Regions from separate parts of the Capsicum annuum genome. Here region 2 is linked to region 1. The links are chromatin contacts, called in public Hi-C maps. All regions are on one chromosome and are shown on one strand. The core of a region is the stretch at or near the end of the contact, and the rest is flanking DNA. Distances in the headings are between cores, read along the strand shown.

Region 1 (7,213 bases), core at 3,259-5,758:
TTATATCTCTCGTTCTCAAGAAGCTAGGTTGATTGGTTGAAGATAGAAGTCTTGCCCACATCCTGTCTGTAATCACAACCTTGTTTTGTTTCTCAATGATTCTCTGTTTCGTAAGGCACCATGTAAAAGTAGATCATAATCAAGGTAAAAACGATATTGTGCCATAATCATCGAGGATAAATGACTGATTATATGTAATACGAGAAGATGCGAGTGAGAGGAAATGTAACTCACATTAAAGGGTATGTAAGCATGTCTGCCGTTGACAGGACCAACTGTAAAACCTGTGTAGCCAGCCATTGCTCCATGTACAGCGCTTTGAGCAAGAAGAGTGCAATACACATTGTCAGATGCATTACTTGGAATAGCCCGAATCATGTATGTGGGATCTGCAAAGAGAACAGAGAAGCAGGTTGTTAGTTAGGTCCTTTCTAAATTCATCATCAAATTGGCATTCATTCAAAAAATAATTACCAACCTATATATTTGAGATTAATGACCATCTTCTTTTGTTTCAAGAAATGCTCCTGCAAAAAGTTCCGTGGTATTTAGCATGTACGATACAAATAAGTCTATGCATTCTCATTCAGGACTATCCCTGCATTTTAGAACATGCAGAATACATCTGGAGTGAGTAAAATGCACACAATGCAGTGTTCAATGAACTTTGGGATAATATACAACACACAAGGAAAGGACCAAATGCATTTTAGGGAGGACGTATATTAAGTAGATGCCAACCATGAATTGTACCTTTATCCTTTCCGAGATCCATAGCCCAACATCTGGTAAAAGCTTATTCCCTGAAGGATCAGTGGATTTCAAACTCTCGGAAACTAGCCCTTGTCCAGCACCTTCAGCTATGACTATAACCATGTGCCCATTTTCTTTAAGCCTACGTTCTATATACTCAAACAGTCCTCCGTGTCCTTCAAGATAGAAAGGGGATTCTGGAATCAAACAGCAGTCAACATCTCGACTAGCAAGAGTAGCATACATCGCTATGAACCCTGCACAATGAATACATGTTAAAGAAAGAATTTATATAGTCTGGTATAGCTATGTGGATCAATTTGCAATTCAAAAAGTCAAGCATGAAGATTACCACTATCCCGTCCCATTAACTTCACAACACCAATTCCATTCTCAAAACTGGTAGCTTCAACATGAGCAGCACTAATAGCACGTTGGGCTTCCTCAACAGCAGAATCAAAACCGAAAGACTTGTCAATAACCTGGAAAGAAGTAGAAAGTCACTAATTTAATTTTGTTACCCACTGAAATTTTGGTACTTGTTGAATAACAAGTACCACATGCCAAGTAATTAGTATGAGAAAGTGGATATACTGGTATATCATTATCGATTGTCTTGGGGATTCCAGCAACTGCAACATTGAGACCGCGCCTTCTAATTTCCTGTAGGAGATGAGGCAGAATAAACTTGAGTGACACAGTTCCATTATTTTCTCCATCATCACACTAAATGTTACGTCACATCAAAGTTATTCTGGAATGGTTACGAATCAAAGACTAAGAAGGTCTACCTCAAATATCACCGCTGCCCCTCTCTGGGTTCCATCTCCTCCAATTATATAAACCTTGAAAACAAAAGGCAACATGAATATCTCTATATGATCCACAGATTAAGATGGAAAGAAAATACACTGAATTAGTTCTCAAATAATTATTCTCTATTTTTTAGTTTTACCTGATTCATACCCCGGTCCTGAATGCTATCTACTATTTTCTTGGTAACATGACCTCCTCGAGATGTCCCAAGAATGGTTCCACCACGTTTATGGATATCATTCACAACCTTGGGTGTCAAGGGAATCGTGTTTTTGGAATAGAAACCTCTATATCCTCCCTACACACCCACAAATTTCATCAGTTCTAATGCAGATATGCATAAAGCAAACTTTTGGAATTATGAATCAAAGATAGAACGTACTCTCTTAAAACATAGAGAGAGATATTATAAACTTGGAATGCATAACGAAGTTTCATTTCAACCTTTTTTGATTGTTAAGTTTGATATTCAACCTTACTCCTTTGTGTTCCTAAAATTCCCAAAGTTTGCATTATACTTAGGATCGAGAGAACTGTTAATCTAGTTGCTGAAATCCTCTTCAAGATGAGTCTTGATGCTACTGGTTCTACAACTATCTATCAAGCGTTTTGATGAATAGAGTTAAAGAAGCGGGAAACCAAGTATGTAACCATTGTCATAAGTAAAGCTGCTTTATTTTTCAAAAGGGTACATGGTAAAATTGCTTAAATGTATTGCTGTGTCATGGAAAGAAATGTATACTCACATCTATCCCCACGACTCTGCTTACACCATACATATGGTATAGGCCACATACTATTTCCCTGGTAACTGTGTTGAGACCTGGACATAAGCCTCCACATGTTACAATACATGCATAAACATCGTCCGGCTCAAAGTAAACCTGAAAAATAATCACGAAGGTTTGTATTTATTTGACCAAACCATAGAATCTGGATGCTGAATAAGCTGTAGTTACATTAGATAATTACGTACTTTTTGGCGAGGACCAGCTCGACGAAAATGTTTCCCCCTTGGACTGTTCTTGTGGACAACAATCTGTTAATTTGTAGGCAAACATGTAAGCAGGAGAAAACCTTGGCCAACCAGGATTCTGTTAAAAGGATATATCATATACATACTATTCCTTCAAAATATTTAAGTATGTTTCAGCACATCTTAGATGATCTTTGTCTATGTTCTTACAGGAATATGGAGTAGGCAGCAAATCCCGCCAATGATATAGGCATTGTTATTAAGACAAATAAACATGTCTATTGGACGAAACTACGAAAGTCTAGGCATATTGCTTACAAGGCATATTACCCCGTGACCCGGACAACATATTAGCACGAGCACTATCAAGTGCTTCTCCGAATGATTAGAAGGTAATCCCCAAATATTTTTCATTTCAAACAGAGCTGACCTTTTGGGCAACTGCATCATCCACATTGACAAAATACTGCCTGGAAAAATGTTAAAATTTGTTTGATAAAGCGCGATCCTCTAAATAAGCAACCAGAAGTGAAGGAGAATATCAGGCGACTTACTTAACAACTGAATATGAAGGATTGTCCTGCAATGGATTAGGATATGTCTGCAATGACGAGATAAGTATTTAGTACTTGATCAAAATAGAGACTCTTTATCCCTTTTAGAGCATGGATGGAAAGCATTGGAAACACAAACGCCTCTTATAGCAAAAATCATGTTCAAAGGAAGTATATATGGCAATTTTTTTCCTCTTATGATCCACTAGACTAGACATACAAAAAAAGTTGTATTTTTGTATAGAAAGACAAAAATCAACAACAAAGGAAAGTGTAGTTGAACTTTCTCACTTAAAGTAATCGAGAAGTAAAATGATTTGCTTCGTTAAATTAATTGAAGAAAGATGTAGTGGTAAGAACAAATCTTTACCTCCTTTCCACCAATTGCTTTTTTATAAATAAATATAAGGGAAATATCAACTTGATCGTACACAAATATAATTCAATCATATCGCAAACCTACCAGTTTTGTCACATGGGCAAATCAAATGGAGGATTGTGATGAAGCAACAAATCATCATAGACCTAACTTATATAACAATTAGTTAATTGAATCTACATAAGGATTCACAAATAAATACTCTAATCCATTCATTATGGGAAAATAGAAGAAACAAGTCGAGAAGAAATAGAGCAGCTTTATTGTGTCAAAATCATCAAAACATAATCAAGAACCAGAAAGGATAGACTTATTTTAGGTACTTTTTAAGCTGTACTATTTGAGTAATATAAAAGAAATATTTTAAAACACTTTTCTCAAGTCAAATAACAAAATAAGTAAAAAAATTTGAAGTGATAGTTAGTAACTTACTACATGTACTTGCAATAAGTCACAAAATATAAGCTCATTCAAACAAATTCGAGATAAATAGAGGAAAAGAGAATATACAGGAAGATTAGGAATGTAATCAGACAAATGAGGAACATCCTCCAGAACATAACCATCATCACCGATCACGATCTTGTTCTGCGTGTGCTGCAAATTAGGCATTGAACTTATTATATTCAAACCAGCTGTCTTATTGATATTATGCCCAGACCCCACAGTTACTCCTGCTAAACAATGATCAACTGATCCCATTCAAGCAAATCTAGTTAAACCGTTTATCTCAGATGAACTAACTTGAAAATTGAATTAATCAAAGTGAGCAGCCTTTGTGCTCTTTAAACTAAAAATGGTCAACAACATATATTATATTATAGATACATATACATGTGGCCTTTTCTAAAAAGATATAGGTATGTGGCAACCGTTTATTGAATTTTCTCGTGGGTATTTTGGATAGGAGTTCACGAAAAGTTGGTAAATTAAAGAGGGAAAATAAATGAGAGGACTGAAATTACTTTTTTGATTCTTCTGGAAAATAGAAGATTCTATACTCGTATTCTTGATTCTTGTCAAATTTGGACTGCGTGAGGTTAATAATGACCTCATACTTCGAATAAATTACTAGTTTGATTGAATTAATTGTACTAGCATCGTCAAGCCGCACGCCTTCTTTTGTCTTTCTAATTTCGATCCACTAGATTTGCAATAATGACCTCATACTTCGAATAAATTACTAGTTTGATTGAATTAATTGTACTAGCATCTTCAAGCCGCACGCCTTCTTTTGTCTTTCTAATTTCGATCCACTAGATTTGCACGACCCTCGCTAGATTTTTTTTTTTTTTTTTAAGTGTGATGTAAATAAAATTTAGATAACTAACTATTAAAATAATTTAAATTTTTAATTATTATGATTTATTATACCCTTTCTTCTATTTTAATTTAAGTGATAATAATATAATTTCGAGAGCCAGCCAAATATTTATATTTTTAAAATTTTAAAATTATTAATTATTTGATTTATAATATTTCTTACATAATTTTTCAATAAGATATGAATATCCTCTCTATCCCAATTTATGCGACACAAATAAAATTTTGGCAATCAATCAATTTTTTAAATATTTTTCTTAATTATTTTTATTTACAGTACTTTTTATTTCACTTTCAAATAATATATGTTGCTTTATATCTTCCTCTGTCCCATCCCAATTTATATGACACTAATATAATTTTGATAGCCAATCAAATTTTTTATGTTTGACATATCATTTTGTTATTCTTAATTTTCTAATACATAAATAACTTAAAATAAGGGGTGGTATGGTAAAATTATCGTTTGAAGGAGGACAATTTAATTTAAAACATCAAAAGTCAATTTCACATTTTATGTTTATGTTATTTTTTTATTAAATATTATTTATTTTCTTAATAACTAGATGAATCATAATAATTAATTAAGAGCGATTGATTATGTTACTCCTATAAAAATTAACATAATTTTATCATATCCAATAGTAATCATTGATAACTCACTGGACTAGTATATTAATTAAATACGAGATGCTATATTTTACATATACAAAATATGATATTATTAAACATTATTGGATAGTGCATTATGTTTATCTCTCACAATAATAGAATTTTATTATATATTTTTGTATTTATTTATTTTTACTTGATACATATTGACCCAACACAAATCTTAAGAAAATATTCATTAGGAATTTATTTTATTAAATTAAATTTATTTATTTTGTACTTTAAAAATTTAAAGTTAAATTTTAATATAAGTATTTCTATATAAGAAAAAAATAATTTTAAAATTTAAATTTACTAAAATAAATAAGTAAAATAAATTAGGTTTGAATATAAAAGTCAATTAAAATAATAAAATTGATTTACTTTAAATATTTAGTTGCAATTAATTAAGATAAAATTATTATATTTTTAAATTACTTAAATTTAAAATGCTATATTTTGTATATACAAAATATGATATTATTAAACATTATTGGATAGTGCATTATGTTTATCTCTCACAATAATAAAATTTTATTATATATTTTTCTTTATTTCTTTTTTACTTGATACATATTGACCCAACACAAATCTTAAGAAAATATTCATTAAGAATTTATTTTATTAAATTAAATTTATTAATTTGTACTTTAAAAATTTAAAATTAATTTTAAATATTAGTATTTCCATATAAGAAAAAAATAATTTTAAAATTTAAATTTACAAAAATAAATAAGTAAAAAAAATTAATTTTGAATATAAAAGTCAATTAAAATAATTAAATTGATTTACTTTAAATATTTAGTTGTAATTAATTAAGATAAAATTATTATATTATTAAATTACTTAAATTTAAATTAAATCTATGAAAAGTTGAGGGCAATCTTATAAATAAAGAGAACAAGGTGGATTTTTTTAAGGGCATGATCAGTAATTAAATAAAAAATTGTGAGTTTTTTTAAAGTTATTAGTAAAGTACAACTAACATAACATAAAGGACAAATTCTTTAAGAAGTTTTTTCTTGTGAAAAGACTAAAATGCTTTCAAAATTGATTTGAAGGTCCCTCTCCTATAATATAATATAAAATATTGAGCAATTAACTGCCACTTGTTATTTGCCCTTGGCCAAACACACGCCACAAATTTTCATTTTTAATCCTTTATCGAGGCTATTACTCCCTCCGTCTAATATTATTTGTTTTACTTTTATTTTTAAATGATTGTCTCAAATTATATATCATTTTAAAAGTTTAAGATTAAACTTTTTTTTTTTTAATTTTATCTTAAGTATAGGTTTTCTTGAAGATCACAAAATTCATAATTATGTGGTGTTATTACTTCTGAAGATGCCTATTTAGATTTTCTACTCATTTTTGTTGAAAGCGGATAAATTGATTTTTACAATTGTCTACTCATTAATAGAGATGATGCATAAAATGAAAAAACATTTAATGGAGAGAAATTATGGCTTATATATATAAAACAAGTAAAATAATTAAAAATCCTTCATAGTTAATTATTCTTAAAGAAAAACGATAGATAATTTGAGACGCAAAAAGTATCTATTAAACACCCAAGTAGGGGTGTTCATGGTTTGATTTTCAACCAACCAAACCGAACCGTAAATCAAACTAAACCAACTAAAAAAATCAACATTTTATTTGGTTTGATTTGGTTTGATTTTAAATTTTAACAACCGATAATATTTTCTTTGATTTTGGTTCTAGTGAAAAAAAACTGAAAGAAATTAACCAAATCAA
Region 2 (7,213 bases), core at 1,518-4,017, 270 kb after region 1:
ATGATTACATAGTAAAACGGAGAAAGTAGAGGGAGGAGAGAAAATAGACCTGATGCACCACAACCCCGCTGTAAAGTGCGAGAGCAAAACTTGAAAAGAAGGATGCTACCACAAATCCAGCTACAGCTAAAGGCCACAAAAAGATTGCAAGGCCAGCAAAAGGAACACAAACCGTCTCCAGAAATGGGCCTTCCCTTCCAATTAAGTCTTCTAGTAGCCTCTTCCATCCCCTGAGGAGCATGAATGGACTCTTCCAAAGAGCGAGAGCTGTAATAAAGGGCACATCCACTGGAATTGCAAGCAGAGAAACCAAAATGCAACTTGGCAGCTTTGACAGCCTAGGACAGATCATGATAATGAAAATATAGTACACTGTAATCTACCATCTTTGTCCAATGCTTTTAAGAAGAAGGTTCAGATATCACTCACTTCACTTCTATTCGTTTCTCATCTGGATCCATTTCCTCAGAAAGCTCGTCCATATAAGAAAAGTAAGAGTGAAAGCAAAAGTCTGTAAAGTCCCATACTACTGTGCAGCTCCCTTTAATAGTAGAAATACAGCCATCCTGATAATTTTATCAACTATGATCTTTGGCATGTAAGAGACACGATTACATTTGAACAAACAGAAAGAACTTGCAGGGATGTTCATAGTTAAGCCATCAGTAGATTTCATGCACATATTATTCTATTGCAGAGCTAGATCTTTATATCTTTTAATAAACAATTAACTATAAAACAATAAATAAGTAATCAATTACAAAAATTGGCCAATAAAAAGCATAAAAAAACTTGACAGAAATTCACAAAGGAAAAGCAAAAGACTACAAAAGTAAGACGAATGAAGGTTATAAGCAGGAATCTTTTCTCCCTTCCAATTTGAGGAAGAAAAGCAGAGAACTACTTGACCAACTTGAACATCACAGCCATCTAGTGACAGTGCTATGAATTCAAAACATTTGGATGTTCTGGAGGCATAGTTAATGAATGCAGACTATTTGAGCAAGGGCTTATCCAGAAGAAACTAAATAAACAGATGAATTACGCCATCATATGACCTGGAAGTTTATATTTGCCAATCAACTGCCCACATAAAGCAGGAATCATGACTAATCTGGCAAACAAAAGCCCACAAATGTTCAGCATATCAAGAAAATAAAATGTCCACTTTTTTACTACAATACTGATGTCTCGTATGGGAGCTTAGAGCAATTCATCTAATTATCATTGATAAACAGATAACACAGTTCATATGGACGCTGAGACTCACCGCAAAGCAGTGGTAGATCTTGCAAGTGATATTCTCTCCAATAGCCTCAAAAGTTGCAATCAAAGGAGCGAAAAAACCATACCCAATCCCACCAAGGACGCTCCCAATAATGGCTAATATGGGCCAAAGAATCAGAGGAACTGGCAATGAAACCAGTAGCGATATCTTCAAAACCCATCCAAGCTTTTTGCTTCTGAAATGTGAAACAAATAGCACAAAAGCCAACAGAGTACTGTATCAGATACACACTGGGCAACATTCTGTACTACTTTATAACCCATATAACAAGAGCATTGGCAGGAAAACAACATACTTTGCTACACAGAAGTAGGTCCAGATAAAATGTGCAGGCCATAGTCCAATTACAACTGCTGAATTCCCAACAGCTATGATGACTGTCACAATGGGGCCAATTACTAACCCTGTCCAGACAAATATCACACTTGTCAATATCCACAACATTTAATATGCTCTTACATATATCCCCATCCATCTTGTCAATGTCGCTAGTCAAACTTCAAAAGCGTGCCCAGATGAAGAAAACAAAGAAAGCCAGAGGCTTAAAATGAGTAAAGTGGTAATGGTCAAAAATAATTTCAGTTAATACTGCAAAGATGCATGTAAGTCTTACAATTGAGCCCAATATCTTCAGACAACGCAAAAGATATATTGTGTATGGAAAGTCAATTAAACTTCAACAAATATTAAATTCTGCAAAATTTCACAAGGTAATTTAGTGCTAGAACCTTAAAGATTGAATCTTTAAAAGTTAAAAACCCTTGATTAGCCTCTGAACAAATACACTGCACATACTGCTAGTAATACTAGTAGTAATAGTAGTAGTTTAGTATGCTGCACTTACTTGTACCTTGTTATATGTACAAATATAGTGCAAATGTCTTAAAATTGCTCAAACCAAGGTTCTTGGTACAATTTCCAAAAGGGTGTTTGCTTTTACCAATCAAAATAAGACACTGCAAAGAAAACGATTGATAGAGAAACAGTAATAGTATAGTATAGTGCACCTTTGAGAAGGCCAAGGAGGAAGAGCAAGAAGAAGAAAGGAAGAAATGAAATAAAGCTCCAAAGCTTGGCTAAGAACCCTACTGGCACTTCCATCAAGTTATAAATTGAGTGCCGTCTACTTTAAAAAGCTTCAGTTTACTGCTTCAATGAAGTTGACAGGACGATCAAAATCAAGAACCAATGTCAAAATTAATAAAAAGAATATCAAGATGAATATGGGGAAAGGAATAAAAGAATGAAATTGGAAACACAGAAAATGAGAGAACAGAGCCGTTATGAGCCATAACGTGGCAGAAAAATGTGGCAGTGATGCCACGTGGCGGAACTTTAGGCACTTCGATTCCCGTCTGAAGGAGGTTGAATACTGGGACTATACATAAGCCGTGATACTTCACAAAGAATCACGAACTCACGCACATCATCAAGCTCCCCTGTGTTGTGTTTTTTTGTCTTAGGGTATTTGGAGTAGAAGATAAATCATTCTATAAAAATTTTGAAAAATTCTCGCTCCCTTCCAAAATAATTCATAAAATTTTTGAAAAATTGTCGCTCCCTTTCAAAATAATTAAATTATTAAAGTTTTTTTTAATATTTAAAATAATTGAGTTATTCGTTATTCAAGACAGATATTGAAATTTTTTCTAATTTTACCATTTATTAATTAAATTTTCAAGGTTGTGTTTCAATAATTATTATTAATGTTTTGAAATTTGAAAAGGATAAAAATAAAAAAATATGTCTAATTTATGCCTTTTTCTTTTTCTCGTAACATATGTGTCATATTTCAACAATTCAATTATTTTGAAACGGAGAAGTATGTTTAGTAGAAAAATAAGTTTTCTAATAAGGAGAAAAAAAGATTTTTTTAAAATAATAGTAGGAAAAACAAGTTCATATTATTTTAAAACTATGCAAAAAGATATATACTATGAACAATAGACAAAAAAATATTGAGAGAAAACAAGAGATGAGTCATTTTTTTAAATATCAAATTTACAAGTGCTTTAAGTGTATACAATATGAACCATTATACTTCTATTTATAATCCTCATATAAAGGTATATGAAAGGTTAACCATAACATTAAAAAGGAAGATCATGGGTGGGTTAAGGAATGTGAGAGTTATATTCATAATGGTACGTAAAGTAATGGATAAGTAACTATTCAGCTTGAAGAAGAATTAGTTGTAGTAACTTCTTGGGAGTTATGAACATCCACATAAATATTACTTCATAACATTTTTTCTTAAATGTCCATAAATAATGTGTCTTATTAAAATCTTATTAAGAAAAAATTTTGTGAAAAAAAATCTTAGTAAAAAAAAAAGAGTACACATATATTTTAGTACACATTGCTTACTATCTCATTAAAAATTTTATCAAGAAAATTCAGTGAGGCAAAATTTGGCTAAGAAAAAAGAATATAACGTGTATTTTCTCTCTCTAATAAAGACATCATTTAATCTTGTAAATGATACATTCTAATTTAACTTTTCAAAGTGTATGGTTCGACAATACCTCCGTCAAATATTGTGGGGTTTAGCCTCATTAATGCTATTGAAAAATTTATTCATGGCATTCCATGATATAGGGAAAATATTTTCTTCCCTTTGGCTTGTTTTTTTCAAATATTTGGCAGGGAGAAATCAATCAATATCTCCTTAGTTGCAATTGTTGACATTGCAACGTTTATTTATGTCACCAATGACATTAGAAATAACATTTCTCTGCTATAAATTGAGAGCTTCGGCTAATTTAAAATTCACACCAAACAGAGAGAAAATAATATATAGAAAGCAGTAAGGTATTCCATAGATTGTGATAAAAAATAGTCTTGAAAAAAAAATTAGAGTGAGCGATATTTTAGTATGATGGGAGTCAAAAGAGGGTTATTTCTTGTGAGTGTGTAGTAGTCTATTTGAGTATTGTACCTGTGACTACAGTGTAAAATTTATTACTGTAGTACTATTAGATGCTTCTCTTATTTCGTGATTTTTTCTTTATTTAAAAGAGTTTTCACGTAAAATTCTTGATTTCATTATTTTTATTTTTTTAATTATTTTGCCACAAATATTTTTGTTGTTATTTTGTGTTTACCCAACAAGCTGGTATCAGAGCTCATAGTTTGCTATATTTATATTTTTTGATAAACAATGAAAGCCAACACAAGTAGAATGGTTACTTTAAATGGCTTTGGAAAGGAAAAATGGAAGATCTTCTCTATGTCAAGAATTTTTATCAGTTGATTTTTGAAACTATAAAACCTGAAAATAAAATCAATGAAGAGTGAAACCTGTTGCACAGACAGGTTTACGATTTTATTTGGCAGTAGATTGACGAAAATGTGTTGAACCATATTTCTGAGAAAATACATGCTCGGTCCCTATGGGAGCATCTTGAAAATTTGTATGCTCAAAAGACTGAAAATAATAAGATGTTCTTGATAAAACAAATGTTGATGTTAAAATATCATGATAATTCTCCGATGACAGATCACCTGAATAATTTTCAGGGGATCATGAATCAGTTATTTGCTATGGGCATTAAATTTGATGAAGAAATTCAAGGCTTGCTTCTACTTGATTCTCTACCAAACTATTGAGAAACATTTAGAACTTCATTATCAAATTTTGCTTCCGATGGCGTGATCTCTATGAATTTTGTCAAGAGCAGCGTTCTTAATGAAGAGATAAGACAAAAGTCTCAAGGTTTCTCTTCGTCTGATCTCTTGGTGACTGGCACTAGGGGAAAAACAAGAATCATGATTCTCAAAATAAAGAACACTATAGAAGCAAATTCAGAGGCAAATTTAAAGATATTGACTGCTATCCGACGGACATGATGGAGAGCCTGGAGAAGCTTGGAAGAGTAGATCTATTGCTCGCTATCATTTCTCCACCTTGATTGATCAAGGCTTATGAGTAGCTCAATTTCACCAGCATCTCCAATTTTTCTTCTTTTTTTACGCTTGGATTCTCGCGAGTGATTGGAGTTAGCATCAGGATTCGATACGGTTTAAAATGACGCCATCAGAATGAATAATTTTCTGATGCAAAATTTGAAACAATTCTCGCGAATTGTCCAGTTTGCTTTTCTTTCTGTTAATAGATGCAAACTGTAGAAAAAAAAGACGATGAGATTCTGAAACAGGTTATATAAAGCTTTTCTGAAATTTATTCCTCTAGTAAATATGCTATATATAAGTTGAACTAGAAACAATATTTTTGGGTCCATACATAAAGCCTATACACTTATAGTAGTATAGCATGGTATTTCTTTCACACAATTATAAATTGAAAAGAAACTCAAAGTACTTTTATATGTCGATTCTCAGGAATCTCAGTTCAAATAAAATAAAATGAAAATGAATGGTGCATAACGAGAAATGAAGAGTACATAAAACAATACCTGAGTAGTGAGTGCGGCGGTAGAAATGGTGGCAGTAGGTAGAGAAGGAGAAAAGGATTACATAGAGGGAGAAAAAAGAAAGAGAAAGGGAGAAGAAGGGCAATGAGACTATTCTAAAGTGATTGGTATTGGTAAAATTTGTTTAGAAACTAATACTGGATATAAACTAGTTTTAAATAATGTAAAGCATGCACTTGATGTTCGCTTACACTTGATTTCTTTTGGCATGCTAGATAATAAGGGATATGTTAGTACTAATGATAGTGAAAAATGGAAACTCATTAAGGGTTCTTTGGTTGTGGCTCGTGGTGACAAGCGTTGTGGTATATACTGGAATACAACTTCTACTTGTGCTAATATGGTGAATGCAGTTGAAAGGGCTAGTTCTTTAACATTTGGGCATAAGAGTCTTAGCCACATTAACGAGAAAAAACTTAATGTTCTGGCCAAGAAGAAGTTGCTATCAGATTTTGAAATTGCTAAATTAGAAAAATGTGATCACTGTTTGGCTAGAAAACAAAATAGAGTTTCTTTTAAATCTCATTCTCCTTCAAGAAAGACAAAGTTGCTTGATCTGATACATTCAGATTTATGTGGTTCAATGAAGACAAGGACTTTGGATGGTTCACTTTACTTTGTCACTTCCATTAATGATAGCTCAAGAAAACTCTAGGTATATTTCTTAAAGACTAAAGATCAAGTGTTGGGTATCTTTAAGCAGTTTCAGGCTTTCGTTGAAAGATTAAAAAAAAACAACTTAAAGTGTATTGGTACTGATAACATGGTGAATAATGTAGACTGTTTGACGAATACCACATGTAATAAGGTATCAGACACCAAAATACTTCTCCTAAAATTCCTCAACTTAAGGATTTGGCAGAAAGGATGAACATGACCTTGATGAAAAGAGTCAGATGTTTGTTTTCTGAGGAAAAGTTGTCAAATTCCTTTTAGAGTGAATCTTTATTGACCGTTGCACATGTTATTAACCTATCTCCTGCTATTGATTTGAAAAGTGATGTACCAAATAAAGTTTGGTATAGAAAGGGTATTACTATGACCATTTGAGAGTATTTGGTTGCAAAGCTTTTGTACATGTGCTCAAAGATGAGAGGTCAAAGTTAGATGTCAAGACAAGGTAGTGCATCTTCATTGGTTATGGATTGATGAGTTTGGTTATACGCTATATGATTTAGTTGATAAAAAGCTTGTAAGAATTCGTGACATTACCTTATAGAGAATCGAACCATTACAGATATTGATAAAATGGAGAAGCTAGAATCTTCAAGTTCTAATGGTGTGGTTAATCTTGATCAAGTTCCTCATACAAGTGTGCAAGATGTTGGTGGGATTGATAATCACGATGACACCCAGAATCATGTTCCAAATTAAAAGGTTGATGTTAATAATGACAATGATGTTATTGTTGACAACTCCCCAGTTCAATGGGTTATGGATGAGTCAAATGTCTCACTTAGAAGGTCTACAAGACAATGTATTCCTTTTTCTA

Evidence for each region. A called contact is a pair of places that touch in the nucleus more often than the background predicts.
Region 2: a contact with region 1 is called in a Hi-C map of leaf, with 2.7 times the contacts expected there. The contact joins the promoter of LOC107878060 here to the promoter of LOC107878064 in region 1. A contact is called at or near these places in 2 of 5 Hi-C or Micro-C datasets (leaf and placenta).

Annotation. Positions count from the first base shown.
Region 1 is chr7:175,440,832-175,448,044 of UCD10Xv1.1, forward strand. It overlaps LOC107878064 (ATP-dependent 6-phosphofructokinase 6), which reads right to left and starts at 4,509. Exons shown (of 13, transcript XM_016724932.2): 1 at 3,989-4,509; 2 at 3,100-3,146; 3 at 2,976-3,015; 4 at 2,546-2,608; 5 at 2,316-2,453; 6 at 1,709-1,867; 7 at 1,545-1,598; 8 at 1,348-1,416; 9 at 1,106-1,235; 10 at 754-1,010; 11 at 479-527; 12 at 235-389; 13 at 1-103. The coding sequence starts at 4,180.
Region 2 is chr7:175,707,709-175,714,921 of UCD10Xv1.1, forward strand. LOC107878060 reads right to left here and starts at 2,768. Exons shown (of 11, transcript XM_016724930.2): 1 at 2,296-2,768; 2 at 1,584-1,692; 3 at 1,271-1,463; 4 at 430-566; 5 at 50-338. The coding sequence starts at 2,389.